2 separate regions of the Astyanax mexicanus genome follow, and region 1 is linked to region 2. A link is a contact called in public Hi-C data. All regions are on one chromosome and are shown on one strand. Each heading gives the region's core, a stretch centred on a gene start, on an enhancer-like site or on the middle of the called end of the contact. The rest is flanking DNA. Distances are from core to core; before and after follow the strand shown. Region 1 holds the start of bhlhe41 (basic helix-loop-helix family, member e41). Region 2 overlaps itpr2 (inositol 1,4,5-trisphosphate receptor, type 2).

Region 1 (2,700 bases), core at 68-2,567, 84 kb after region 2:
GGAAAAAGTGGTACAGTTTACGTTCTCAATAAGATTATTCGCAAATGAAATTATAAGGCACCTTAGGGGAACATTGCAGGTTGCTTCTCAGTTTTAAATGGAAAAGTTTCTCAGTTTAAATGGAAAAGTTCCCCAACATTTGCATTGGTTTCTGGGCCTATAGTTTCACTAGCTGTACATTAACTCAAATGTAGCATTACCAAATCAAGACAGGTTGTGCCACAAAAACTAGCATATGCATGTACCCCTAAGTGTGTGAAAGCTGTGATGAAACTAAAGACAATAAAAATATGGCTCATTCAAAGATACAGGAATCACCTTTGCCAGCAGGTCCTAAAACACAGGCTACATCCTTAAGATAACTATTTCTAATACTACAAATATATACTACTTGTTTGTATTATATTTATATAGAATGAACTGTGGCATTGCAGTGTAGAACGAAACATTTAAATAATATTTTGTATTATTATTAATAATAATAATAATAATAATAATATTTTCTGTGGGAATCACCTTTTAACCTTAAAGCATTGTGAGTGTAGATTCGGAGCCTCAACCATTCAAAACAATACATTTGGCAGACACTTTTATCCAAAGCAACTTACAAATAATGATGTACATTTAGCAATAGAGGACACAGAAGTTCAAGGCAAAACCATTTTTAGGCAGGTCTAAAGAAAGCCAAAGGGAAATAGTGTAATAGAGGAGGGAAGGATGGGAAGAAGGAAATGAGGTTAGAAGTGGTTAGTTTGTTAGAGGTGTTAGGAGAGTAGGTACTGTTTGTCATTATCGTACATGGATGGCAGCGCAAGGAACTGAAGCTAGTGTTATGGGATGTAAACAGTGGTTTCTAATAAGCTTATTGTTTTAAATATCAGGGCTCTTCGTATTCTAGCAAGGAGGTGTGGAGCTACTTTGAGCCTGGATAACGATGGAAAAAGTGATTGGGGCAAATTATGCCCTGTGTCACCCAGCCTGAAGTGTGTTTGGAAAAACTGTTAAAATTTCTGGATCTCAGAACGCTGTGGGAGAACGGTGTGCTGTTCATCAAAGGTAAGTACTTTTTTTATCATGTTTTACTACACCTAAAGTCCATTTTACTCCAAAGTTCTCATTTAACATTGTCACAACATTGCCGTGTTTGTCAGGTAAGCCCCGCCCTCGTGTATTACGATTGGCTGGGAGTCCTGTAGCGGATTCAGCGGGTGAATTTTACCTGTAGCCAATCACAGCAGCGCAGGGCGGAGCCACAGAGAAAACGGGTGGGAAACAAACGACAAAAAAACTTCACGCCTCGGCAAAGTGGCAGCCGAGCTCAGGCGAGTGCAGACATCATTCTGAAAGTGCTGCACTGCTGCACATACACAACCCTCACCTCCCTTAACACTTTCACCGCTCTCGGAAATACAAAACCGACCTTAGAGAACAGATCTCCCTCTGAACTACGAGAAGAGGTGGATGAAAGAAGGAGAAAGTTATGGATGAAAGAATAGCGCGACTGCAGGACAGACCTTTCCTGGATCATGCAGATTTCTTGGGGTGAGTGCTGTTTGTATCAGTGTTTACTGACTCTCTGCTTACAGTTGAATAAGTTCTCTAAGTGCTGTGTGTGGTTGTTGTTTTGTTTTAGGGTCGAGTATTCGTCTCTGTACATGTGTAAATCAAAAAGAGGAATGAAGAGAGAGGAAGGAAAGGTGAGAATCGCTTATTTAAACACTTATATATAGATAATAAAACTCATCTTTCCCAGCCAGCACAGTATGTTATCTTTCTGACTGCCTTTTCTTTTGGTGCCATACTGTTGTCTGCTTGGCGATTTGTACGTTGTCACCACGTTGAAACATAGTAATTTCTTAGAAAGTTGTGAAAACAATATCCGATATTTTCTAAAAGGTTTTGACAGCGTGTGATGACAACAGACTACTGTAAAAGACAGTTACAATTAGTCCGCATTTTGCTAAAATGATTCCGTGCGGTACCATTTCTTAACTCTTAAAAGTCCGAACCATCATATAATTGCTAGAAAATGTGAGTTAAATAAATACATCTAAAATGTATATGATTTAGAGCATCCGATATTTACTTATATATGTTTTTGAATATTTACTGCATGATTTTCAGTTTTTTTAAACAAACTAAGTCATACAGAACAAAATCACTTTAATCCTTATCTTCCTGGCTGCCGTTAAAATATTGCACAAATCAGTTCTGACTGAATGTAGTTTGTATCTGTATGTAGTTATCTAATTGACAACCTTCCTGAGACAACGTCAATATTAACACATTTTGACATTTTAACTTGATAGCAACGTTCTGTATTTGCTGGGCTATAATAATGCATATATTTAAATATTATACATAATTTATTTATATCCATATTTATTAAAATTAATTAATTAGTATTTAAATAAAATCATGTAAAAATTGATTGTTGATGTTTAAAGTGCTGGCATTTTTCACACTTTATTTTAATTTTCAAACACAGGACGCTTACAAGTTACCCCACAGACTGATTGAGAAGAAGAGGAGGGACAGGATAAATGAATGTATCGGACAGCTGAAAGACTTACTACCCGAACATCTAAAGCTGACGGTAAGCTATTCCCAAGTTTGTCGGTTTTGCACAAACCTGCATTTCCAGACTCTTATGAAAGTTGATGGCTAATAAACTTCTATTTGGTATGTTCCTGTAGACGC
Region 2 (2,700 bases), core at 4-2,503:
TTATATTATATACATATATTTTATTCCCTATAATTGTTTTAAACAGTAGATTATCGTTTTAATTCTTAGCTTTTTTTGTACAGCCTAAGCAATAATCTAAATGGTTCAAAAATTATATTTTAATGGTTTTGATCTTAGGCATTTAGAAGGATGAATGAAAGGATCTTTTGAACTCCTTGTTCACAGGGTCATAAGATTGCAGTCCATCACAGGGTATCAGGGATGTTGAGAGTAAACTAGACTATCTATGCAGACACACTGACCAGAGTAAAAATCAAACCCACAACATGAGCAATGAATTGCTTGTCCCACACCTTTTGAGATACTGACACTTTTCCAGTTCCAGATTATTTGGTCTGATTGTTTGGTGTGACACAAACAGTTTTTCCACATTTTTTTCTATAGTAATGGTTTGGGTGCAAAACTTTTGGCACCCTTTAATTGCAACACTGAAAAAAAAAAACACTTGTACCACCTAACCAGCACCATCTGGGGCACAGCCTGGGACGCCATACCAACCACCTGGGATATTAAAGCAACTGCATGGCAACTCTTTAGAAACCCCTAAGCAACATCTTAAACATTTGCCACACTGTAGCACCCCTAAGCAACACCATAGCAACCACCTAGTAACCACTCACCAACATCCAGAGAAACTATAAGCCTCCTTGTGTCTGCCTGGAATAGCATAGAAGGCACTTACATTAGCAACACCATAGCATCCAGCTGCCCATCCAACACATTTTTACTTCTTATTAAAGGTTATGTTAGTGATAATACCGCGTTAATAGCTGCAAATACTTGTACTGTTCTTTGTTGAAATTCTAGAAGCTGTGCAGTATGGAAAGTCTAATCTTCAGCCTTTTTTGACCAGTAGATCAGTTCTGACACCAACCATCTGGTACAGAACGTCAGTGAGAAATAGCGCACTATGAAGCGTCTGCACTGTTTATCTGCTTGGCTGATGCGCAGCGTTGTTGCTGGTGGATTCCATTACGGTTTGTGTGGTAGATGTAAAGTTTGCTGCAGCAGGGATGTGGAGGCTAGCTGTGATGAGTCAGAGCCGTGTGCTGGAGTGGCTGGTTTGTGAAGGAGTCTCGAGAGTATATCCAGAGGTCAGGGCTGGAGCTGTGTGGTTGCCATGGGTGACAGCAGCCACCAGGAGAGGGTGCTAGAGGGATGCGGAAACTTGAGGGATGCTTTTGAACCTGTTGACCCCCCCCCCCCCCTTTCTTTTTTCTGCAAGCTGTGGGGTGTATTGCGCCTGTGTGTGTGTGGGATGAATGAACTAAGCCCTCCTCTCAGGCCTCACTGGTGCTGTTGGCTCCGGCTGGATGAGCTCTCGGGGTCTGGAGCTCCAGACAGCTAATCAGTATTCAGTGGACAGAGCGGGGAGTCGTTGCATAAGCCAGAGGCACGCGAGGACAGAGCGAGCAAGTGAGAGAGAGAGAGAGAGAGAGAGAGATAGGGAAGAGGAGCACACCAGCAGCCTAAAAACACCCAGCACAACAAATCAATACTGCAGAGAGCTGACTGCAGCCAGAGAGAGAGAGAAAGAGAAGAGAGAGGGATGAGAGATATAGAAAGTGAGAGAGTGATCAGAGTTACTGAAGCTTTGACACAGCAGAAATAGTACTGCAGCCCCACCTCTCCTCCACACCTTCCACTCACTCTGTTCTCATGCAGCAGCTGCTTCTGCTTTTGAGGTCATGATTAGAGACGAAGCAGTCATTTAGAGCAGCTTTATTTATGCACAGGGTTAAAGCTCATCCCAGAGCAGCACTGTGAGAGAGGCTCGGAATTAAATTAGCAATTAGTGAGTTGTTGACTTCTGTAATAAACTTCAACATCAAGAAGTTTAAAGTCAAAAGGAGTCAGTGGCCCCTCTTCATTTTTTACATCTGTTTTCCAGTCATAACAAATTTTAATTACAAGTTATTCATTTTCTAAGTGATGTTTCTGAGGAGTTCAAATGTAAGATGGCAGTGGTTCCCAACCCTGTTCATGGAGGTTTTGTAAAGTCAAAAAAATTAAATAAATAAAATATGGGTGAAAAAAGTTGTGTACAGTAGGGGTGAAAGAAAATGTTGTTATCATATAGCGATATTGCGTTTTGCAATACTGTATTGATGTTTAAAAAACACACAATTGATTTTTTGTAAAAACTTTTGTAAAGATTGGTGTCAGGCAGTGCATCATGTAATGTTGTGTTTGAACCCCGACCACTAGAGGGCAGTGTTGTACTCTGTTGTTAGAGCCTACTATTACAACTGCATAAAAAGTAAACTTTTCTTTCATCAAGCTTGATATGATAGTGTATGATAGAGTGTTTTTTATAATTTTGATTAAAACAAAATTTGATTACAGTATTGCAACTCGTCTCAGTATACTCCTGGATTCTTGTCAAACCACTGCCCTAATTTAAAGTTTTTAAAGACCTTTTTCACACCATTTTTTACACTTGAAAAACTGAGACCTTGCCCAAATATGTTGATATGAGCCTGCATTATTTTCTGCACTTTTAAATGCAATAATGACAAGCTTATATGACAGAAAACACATTTACTGTTAAATGCTAAGGTCAAAAATACGTAGGAGATCTGAAAGGCAGGGGAAATACACACCGAACTGAGCTTTCAAGACAAAGGCCTGAACCTCCCAAACATCAGACCTCAACATCAATGAATGTGTTTGGTATTA

Evidence for each region. Hi-C and Micro-C count contacts between places; a contact is called where the count stands out from the background.
Region 1: a contact with region 2 is called in a Hi-C map of muscle, with 15 times the contacts expected there. The contact joins the promoter of bhlhe41 here to the enhancer-like site in region 2. A contact is called at or near these places in 2 of 3 Hi-C or Micro-C datasets (both in muscle).

Annotation. Positions count from the first base shown.
Region 1 is chr9:21,283,140-21,285,839 of AstMex3_surface, forward strand. bhlhe41 (basic helix-loop-helix family, member e41) reads left to right here and starts at 1,318. Exons shown (of 5, transcript XM_007250572.4): 1 at 1,318-1,542; 2 at 1,634-1,697; 3 at 2,489-2,596; 4 at 2,697-2,700. The coding sequence starts at 1,481.
Region 2 is chr9:21,199,383-21,202,082 of AstMex3_surface, forward strand. All of the region lies in intron 37 of itpr2 (inositol 1,4,5-trisphosphate receptor, type 2), which reads left to right. Among protein-coding and RNA genes, the nearest start is that of itpr2, 47 kb to the left of the region's middle. Within about 2 kb of position 1,254, the one cell type or tissue checked has an H3K27ac peak away from gene starts, as active enhancers do.